Regions from separate parts of the Mus musculus genome. Here all the other regions are linked to region 2. Evidence: chromatin contacts called from public Hi-C and promoter capture Hi-C data. All regions are on one chromosome and are shown on one strand. Each heading gives the region's core, a stretch centred on a gene start, on an enhancer-like site or on the middle of the called end of the contact. The rest is flanking DNA. Distances are from core to core; before and after follow the strand shown.

What was found. Hi-C and Micro-C count contacts between places; a contact is called where the count stands out from the background. Capture Hi-C pulls out chosen DNA fragments and counts their contacts.
Region 1: a contact with region 2 is called in a Hi-C map of liver, with 1.9 times the contacts expected there. The contact joins the promoter of Cldn14 here to the enhancer-like site in region 2. A contact is called at or near these places in 1 of 484 Hi-C or Micro-C datasets (liver), 1 of 115 datasets of contacts at active chromatin or transcription factors (embryonic stem cells) and 2 of 9 other capture datasets (adipose tissue and pancreatic islet).
Region 3: a promoter capture Hi-C map of liver shows a contact between it and region 2. The contact joins two enhancer-like sites. A contact is called at or near these places in 1 of 15 datasets of contacts at CTCF or cohesin (large pre-B cells), 4 of 484 Hi-C or Micro-C datasets (bone marrow-derived macrophages, epidermal suprabasal cells and liver), 2 of 115 datasets of contacts at active chromatin or transcription factors (embryonic stem cells and hepatocytes) and 4 of 9 other capture datasets (adipose tissue, embryonic stem cells, liver and 1 more).

Annotation. Positions count from the first base shown.
Region 1 is chr16:93,928,069-93,930,882 of GRCm38.p6, forward strand. It overlaps Cldn14 (claudin 14), which reads right to left and starts at 1,499. Exons shown (of 2, transcript NM_001165925.1): 1 at 1,241-1,499. It overlaps Gm31012 (a long non-coding RNA gene), which reads left to right and starts at 1,274. Exons shown (of 2, transcript XR_385072.3): 1 at 1,274-1,636.
Region 2 is chr16:93,858,816-93,861,515 of GRCm38.p6, forward strand. Morc3 (microrchidia 3) reads left to right here. Exons shown (of 17, transcript NM_001045529.3): 10 at 1,678-1,782. Among named protein-coding and RNA genes, the nearest start is that of Chaf1b, 24 kb to the right of the region's middle. Within about 2 kb of position 1,361, at least 11 of the 459 cell types and tissues checked have an H3K27ac peak or open chromatin away from gene starts, as enhancers often do. A contact at or near this core is called in hepatocytes and liver, where this site is marked.
Region 3 is chr16:93,731,780-93,734,552 of GRCm38.p6, forward strand. All of the region lies in intron 2 of Dop1b (DOP1 leucine zipper like protein B), which reads left to right. Among named protein-coding and RNA genes, the nearest start is that of Dop1b, 21 kb to the left of the region's middle. Within about 2 kb of position 1,307, at least 63 of the 459 cell types and tissues checked have an H3K27ac peak or open chromatin away from gene starts, as enhancers often do. A contact at or near this core is called in hepatocytes and liver, where this site is marked.

The DNA of each region.
Region 1 (2,814 bases), core at 249-2,748, 69 kb after region 2:
ACCCTCTCAAGATGCTAATCACAATTCTCTTTCTCTTTTGCTCAGGGTCCTGCCTTGGGACTACTATGGCTCCTGCTGAGGATATGGGGCTTAAGATAGTTGAGGGTTTTAAATACAATTGCATAGGATTTTTCCCTCTTTGTGCTATTTTTTACCTTTATTAAGAGACAGCTAAGGGGCTGGAGAGATGGCTCAGCAGGTAAGATCACCGACTGCTCTTCCAGAGGTCCTGAGTTCAAATCCCATCAACCACATGGTGGCTCACAACCATCCGTAATGAGATCTGACGCCCTCTTCTGGTGTGTCTGAAGACAGCTACAGTGTATTTACATATAACAATAACTAAATCTTTGGGCCAAAGCGAGTGGGGCTGGAGCAAGCAGAGGTCCCAGCAATCACATGATGGCTCACAACCATCTGTACAGCGACAGTGTAGTCATATACATAAAATAAATCTTAAAAAAAAAAAAGACAGCCAAAAGACTGGAGAGATGGCCCAGTTAGTAAAGTGTTTGCTGTGTAAACTCAAGGGCCCCAAGTTTGATGCCCAGAACTCACATCAAAAGGCAGGCATGGTGGCCAGAGCTTAAAATCCCAGCACTGGAGAGGTGCTGGGTCCCTGGACTCTCTAGTCAGCTAGCTCACTAACCGGTGATCTCTAGGCTAAGGAGAGAGCCTGTCTCAAACAGTAAGGTGGGAAATACTCAAACACATGATCATACACACACACACACACACACACACACACACACACAGAGAGAGAGAGAGAGAGAGATGATGGGTGGATGGATAGATAGATAGAGGAATCAAGCTCTCGTATCTCCTTCTTATTCCCTCCTCCCAAGTGGCTGTGTTGAGCTTGGGGCTCAGGGGCTTAGGTTGAGGTTCTCATGAGGAAGAGGATGCTCTCAAGGCAGAAGTTATGAACAGTGCTGAACCACGCTGGTTCCCCACAAGGAGTCAGAGCGGCCAGAGACAATGATGGCACCTCCCCAGGTGACAAACAGTCTCCAAGCATCTCCATTCATGTTTGCTCTCAATTGAGACCCAGAAAGCGAAGAGGGAGCTTTGCCCGGATACTGTAGGACCACATCCCTGCCCTCCCTAGGTCCTCAGCAGCTTGGGTGCCCTTTACCCCCAACGTCTTAGGGTCCCCTCCACACCCAGGACCGAGGACCCTTGGAGAACGTTCACTTTCGCCAGGCCACCGACCTGCCTTTCAACTCAACCACCCACACACCTGACAGGCAGGGCCCAGCTTTGGAGATAAATGCCTGCCGGCTGCAGCCACTCCACTCACATACAGAACAGCTCCAGTCCCATCCACCTTGATGCTCTCAGGTAGACCACGGAGACACAGCAAGGACACCACAGTCTTCTGGCTTTGCCTCATTCGCCGAATGGAAGCTCTAAGGCCAGTGTGTTTGAGAGAGAGTTGTCTGGTCAATTACGGTCTCTGAGTCGGGCCTGCGTGGGCACACATGCCCTCTGGTTAGAAGATTAACCAGCCAGTGCGCCCTACAAGGTGGCCCTGCTGAGGCAAACTTTCAAGACCAACCGGAAATGTCCTATCTGCGTTTGGAACAAGAATGCCAGAGATATCTACACACGGCCGTCTAATGGGTCCCTGTGGCTGGTAGGTGAAACCTCATCTCTCCTACCCACTGCTCTGTGTCAGCCTTTTCTGACCTCCCTGCTCTGGCTCTGTTGACTATTGGTCACCAGACTCCTTTGCCGCAGCTGCTGGCCACAGGGACGCATCCCCCGAGCCGTCCACCTGATGGTTGGCCCCATGTGGCTGTGGACTTTTTCCTTGTTGAGCAATTTGCTTTCCCAATCCTGATGAGGGCTGTGAGGGAATTCTGGGAAAGGAGCGACTTCTCTTTCAGGCCATTTTTGCTATAATGGCTGAGGGATGACTCTGTTGCAGTCTGTAGGTAGGAAATGACGCTGAGTAGGTCAAGGGTCGTAGCACTGAATGAGGGATGGTGTAACAGGAGTCGAAGATAAGAGTCAAAAGGAGAAGACAGTCTTCTCAGTAGGTAGGAGATGGCGGCCTGGAGACCTCAAAGTGGCACAGGGACCTGTCCTGGCCGGGAATGCCTGCAGGTCCGTCAGGTGTCTGGAGTGTGATTTTTGGGATGCCAGGGTGTGCTGAGAACCACTGAGTTGTCTTTCTGTTGATTTCATTTGCCCTCTATGCCACTGAACCAAGGTGTCCCATGGCACTCTGCAGTCACGGGAACTTCAGAGGGGACGCTGTAGAAAACTATGTTGGCAGGTGGCCCTGGGCATGGTTGTGCAGAAAGGAAAGGGGTCTCACAATCTTCTTCATGAGAATGTCTCTCAACAAAACCCCTCTCATCAAGCCCTGCCTATCAGCTCCTGGTGGTGCCACCCTGAGAACCAAGGCTTGGCGTGTGGAGACGGCTGGTCCTCGGTGTGGCAAGGTTTTGCCACATATTTTATATATAAATATGAAAGAAGAGATCCAAAAGCATTGAGTTGACAGTAGCTAGGTGTCCGTACCCATGCTCATGAGGAAGGTGTTCTAGGCATACTGTGCCCTCTGTTATGAATGGAAACACCCTCCTCCCATCTGCTCTTCCTGTGGCCAAGAGCCAAATGGAGAACCTGGGAGAATGGGCCACGTTAGGGCTTAAGGTCGTGACTGTGAACTTCTGGCAGTGACCTTGTCTTAGTAAGGGTTTCTATTCCTGCACAAACATCATGACCAAGAAGCAAGTTGGGGAGGAAAGGGTTTATTCGGCTTACACTTCCATGTTGCTGTTCATCACCAAGGAAGTCAGGACT
Region 2 (2,700 bases), core at 111-2,610:
GCTTGATGTGGGTAAAGAGTATCCCTGATGCCTGTGCAGATTATCGGCTAGTTTTCGAAAACCAATAGTTTGTTAACTAAAGCTGTATATTAATGTACATCCTCTGACCCTGTTCCCACTCTGGGTGTATTCTCAGGAGAAATTAAGGTAGTTGCATAGCTTGAGGTCTGCATATTGATAGTCATTTCTCTCTCTCACTGACACAGATGTAGGCCAGATTAGACCAGATTAAAAGTAGATAAAGGCAGGTTTATTAGGAGGCAGCTCTCAGGTGGGTTCACTGATCTTACAGGTGGAGGTCACACATTCAGGATAAAGCAAAGGGGATTTATAGCACCTAGGCAAGGCACGATGATGACATGCCAGCAAGGAGCTGGGGTTGTGTCCGTACATGGTCAAAAACTGAACCCCTGGGCGGGAACTCTCGGGTGGGTTGCTGGGAACTGATGACATGAACTAGAGTTTTCTCCAAGCAGACAATGTGTGTACACGTATGTGTATGTGTGCTGTGTGTGGTCGTGTGTCTGTGAGTACAGGACTGGGAATGAGGGCACACGGGGTTTCCCAGCTTGTGCAAGGGATGGGCAGGGGTTCCAGCCTAAGGTGTGATGATAAAAAGATTAGGAAGAGTCAAAAAATGTTGCACTGGGAAGGAAGATGAGTTGTCGTCTGGGCATCAGCGTGTAGTTTTATAAAAGGATGTCCTGGAGGGGGTCAAAGTAAAACTCCAGGAATTGAGTGGGAGTGAGTCGCATTGCGATTGCTGTCTGTAATACTCACCTGCCAGACTTAAATATGAAAATCCAGTTTGGGAATTTTTGGCCTTCCTTCTCCTCTTCCTCCTCCTCTTTCTTCTTATTTTCCTCTTCTTCCTTCTTTCTTCTTTCTCTTCCTCCCTCCTCCTTTCTTTTTCTTTTTCTTTTTTTTTTTTTTTTTCCTTTCTCTATGTAGCCCCTGCTGCTCTGGAACTTGCTCTGTAGACCACACTGGCCTTGGAAAACATGGAAATCTGCCTCTGCCTCCCACGTGCTAGGATTAAAGGCAGGCCCCACCATTGCACAACAGAAGATCCCTTTTTAAAAAAAAGCTTTATTTTAAATTCTGAGTGTCACATTGACTTTAAAATCTGATGTTGGCAGGGCATGCTGGCACATGCCCTTAATCCCAGCACTCGGGAGGCTGAGGTGGGCAGATCTCTGTGAGTTTGAGGCTAATCGTTCTACATAGTACTTCTTGAGTAACTAGGACTATGTAGAAAGACCTGTCTCAAAAGCACTTTACATGGCAGCAGCAGCCACGAATCTGTGAGTGATTAGCAAGGAGCCTCTGGCCTCTCAGAAGTTGATAGCCAGCAGAGGACCTGGTGTCCTGCCCTTCTGGTTGCATCATACATATTAGACAAGTGCAGTGTAGCTGACCTTACCTCTAGGCCACTCCGTCCCTTTTCTTTTGTTTCTGCTCACTCCTTACCTTCTAGATAAGTCTAGGAGCTTACAGTGGCCTTTATAGAAAAGAAGATTAGTATAAGAAAAGTAGCATGCTTGAATGGAGATTTTTCCATTCTCATATTCTTTTAATCATTACTAGAGTTCGTTGTTTTATCTTTACCTTTTAAAAATTGACCTTGAATTGATATTTTCTTTTTTCTTGAATTAATGTTATAATTTTTTTTTAAAGGCTTACGATACTAGCACTAGGAGAAAAGCTGAATGATTATTGGAATGAAATGAAAGTGAAAAAAAATGCAGAATATCCTGTAAACTTGCCAGTCGAAGACATACAGTAAGTACTGAGCACTGAATTTTGACATACCGTTAGAGATGATGGTGCTGCTGTGGCCTTCCACAAGCTCAATGTCATGCTAAAAAGTGAATCCACACACTCCAAATTAGTGAGTTGATGTTTGTTAATATCATTTATTTCATCTTGTTTTGTTTTTTATTTAATGTGTATGGGTGTTTGCCACTCTGCACTACCTGTGTGCCTGTTGCTTGCAGAAACTAGACAAGGGCATTGGGTGTCCTTGCACTATTGAAGAGGCAGCAGTAACCAAGGTGCTGGCCCTGTGCCTTTATAAACATGAAAAACTGCCAGCAAAAGTTAATTCAGAGATCTCAGGAAACCAGGGTTGTTAGCTTTACTTCTTGCATTGTAAACTTTGAGTTCATTAGAGGTTTTGTGTTAATAAGGCCTTGTTTATACAGAGCACCTCTTAAGTTTTACCCTGGGTCCACTGTTAAGCAAGCCTCTGAGGTGTAGTCCAGCTCTTGTTTTGTGTGGTTTGCAGGAAAGTCTCAGTAAGTTTTCTCTGGGTCTGAGCTTGAACTCCTGCCTTTGCCTCCCGAGTGCCTTGCCCATAACTGTTCTAAAACTGCACTGAGAACATTACTCAGGAGGGAAGAGAGACATAGCTCAGCCAAAAGGTGCTCTCTAGCAAGTGTGAGGACTCTAGAATCCAGGTGAGATGCTGGGCATGGGGTCATGCACTTGTAATCCCTGCTTGGGCTGGCTGCTCAGTCAGCCTTGCCTGTGTGGTGACTTCTAGGCCAGTGAGAGAACCTGCCTCAAGAAACATAGTGTATAGTGTTGTTAAAGAAAGACTCTGGAGGCTAACCTCTGGCCTTCATAAGCACAAGTATACATGCATGCAAACATACGAAGACAAAGAATTACTTTGTCAACCATATACCTTTGATTCCA
Region 3 (2,773 bases), core at 57-2,556, 130 kb before region 2:
TTGAGGCGCCCTATGTAGTTTAAGATCTTGTTACTCGTGATACATGTGTGTGTGCATATGTGTGTGTGTGTGTGTGTGTGTGTGCAAGGGGGGTATTTTAATTGGGAGAGATACATGTGAAGGGATGTACCAGTGTGTTCATGGGCAGGGGTGTGTCTTTGTACATGTAAGATGTCACTGTGTATTGAACGCTGGTGATCCTGTATAGAGTGTGTGCATATGTAGAGGGTAACCTGTGTGTGTATGTACACGAGCAGAGGTATATATATGTGTGTGTAGGCTGTATGTCTGTGTGTGTATGTGTGCCTGCACTCTATGTATTAAGGTACTGTGAAGCCTTGGACACCCAGGTAGCCTGCGACAGACTGGCCGCCATTGAGAGGAGGAGCCCGACTCAGACCCAGTCCGTAGTGCAGACCCCTGGCCTTACTGTGGCTTCCTGAACTCTTTATGGGAGCATAGTTTTCCTGACAGAGCCCACTCTGGGTTAATTAAAGCTGCTGCCTCTGTGCCCAGCTTACAGCTGTGCTTGGCTCCTGGGCCTGGCCTGCACCAGCCAGTTCCCTTCATTTCTCTGTCTCTACTTTTGTGACTGTGCTAGTTCAAATCCTTCCTCTGCAGATACCCACCACCCAGCAGCAGCTCAGAAAGCCCTAGCTGATAGCTAGAACGAATCCTTCTGGCCTTGAACTCATGGCAGTCCTCCTGCCTCTGCCTTGAAAGTGCTAAGATTATAGGCCTGAGTCACCACAGCTGACTTAAGAAAAATATTCACTCGCTCACTCACTCACTCGCTCATTTATTTATTGGTTTTGGTTTTTGTCTTCTCAAGACAGGGTTTCTCTATGTAACAGCCCAGCTGTCCTGGAACTCACCAGACTAACTTCAAACTCACAGAGACCTGCCTGCCTCTGCATTCCCAAGTATTTTAGTTAGTTAGTTAGTTAGTTAGGTTTTTGGTTGTTTTGTTTTGTTTTTGTTTTTGTTTTTTGAGACAGGGTTTCTCTGTGTAGCCTTGGCTGTACTGAAACTCACTCTGTAGACCAGGCTGGCTTCCAGTTCAAGGATCTGCCTGTCTCTGCCTCCCAAGTGCTGGGACTAAGGGCGTGTGCCACCATACCTGGCTTAAAAACTTTAAAAAAGAAAATCCTAGTCTTCTAATGTATGTCGCTACTGGAGATGACTGGCTGACCTGACCTGTACAGGTCCTCTCCGGAAGCTTTACCAGGCGAGGGTGGCGGCCGTGGGTGTCGAGAGCCTCATTATGAACTGACTCATGCTGGCATCACTGGGTTAGAGTTCACTGAGGGAGTGCAGCGTGGTGCTGTTGATCCTGTGACCTTTGGAGAAGGAGGCTTCTTGTTTACACAGAGGTTGAAACCGTGTCACTCTCCACTGAAATTCCGAGGTCTCACTGCTTACTGTGGGTCTCAGCGCCCTGCAGTGACCCAGCGAGGCCAGGGTACCCTTCTCCAGTTCATCTCATGCAGCCACCCTCTCATGTCACTGCCATCTGTCACAGCACTTGGTGCTGGCAGTCCCTGACTTGCCTTAAGTGGAAGTCACATCTGTTCTCCACCTGTCTGGTCTAAAGGGCACTGTTGGTGTCCCATGGCGAGGCTTGGTAACCTGGCCAGCCTGACTCACTGCATTGTTGCGTGGTAAAGCGGGCGTCCCTGTAAAGATGGCAGGCGTCCAGAGGAAGCTCGTAGTGTTTACTGCAGTGGTTACTGTGCCTTTGGTTCTATGAGAGACCTGTGTTAAGTTGGCTTGTTTACATTTTGTACAGACAGCATGTGGCCCTCTGCAGTAAGCATAGGCTTCTGCAGGGACACTCTGGCCTGTGCCTTCTGGGAACTTGTGTGAGTGAGTGTGTGTGTGTGTGTGTGTGTGTGTGTGTGTGTGTATGCATGTGTCTACAAGTATGTGTGCATGCCTGCATGTCTGCGTGTGTGCATGCACGTGTGTGTGTGTGTGGTATATGAAGTGTTCGTAGCATGTACACACACATAGAAGTACATCTACACTGAGATCAGAGGAGATGTTGAATCAGGGTCTCACACTGAATCTAGAGAGCTAAGCTGATGGCCAGTAAGCCCACGTGATCCTCATGTCTCTGTCCCCCACCTACTGCTCCACCCATGGCTGGGCTGGTGTGCATGTGGCCACATCCAGCATTATGTGTAGAGGCTTACGATCTGCTCTCAGCTCCTCCCACCTGAACAACACTGAGGGAACCTTCTGAGCTCACTGTCCAAGCTTTCAGACACAGCTGAGTCTGGAGAAGATCCTGCAGTCAGACTGTGCTGCACTGGGAGGAACTGAGTGCAGAGACGCCCTGGGGTGGACACAGTGAGCTCTTTCTCTGCTTCTAGTCAGAAACCTAGGCTGTAATTCAATCCCCACCCCCTTCTTTAAACATACATTTTATTTTTGTTTTATTATTTATCTATACTGGGGACTGGGAATCCACCCCAGGCTTTCTGCATGCGAAGCAGATAGTATACTACTTAGGGATAAGACATTATACCTCCTGCTCCTGTTATTTTGTTTTAAGGTCAACCTGCTGTGCCTATGGGTGTAATGAGGTCAAGAATATTGCAATTATATCCTAATGGTAGTTCCAGGATTAGATAGCTCCTGCGTTACTTAAACAAATAAGGCAACTTCCTGTTCACTCCTATTTTTCCTTTCCATGGAGCTGACTGAAAATGACTTTGGAAATTATTTTCTCTTCCCAGCTCATCCAGTTCTCTGAGTTTATATTTGTAGA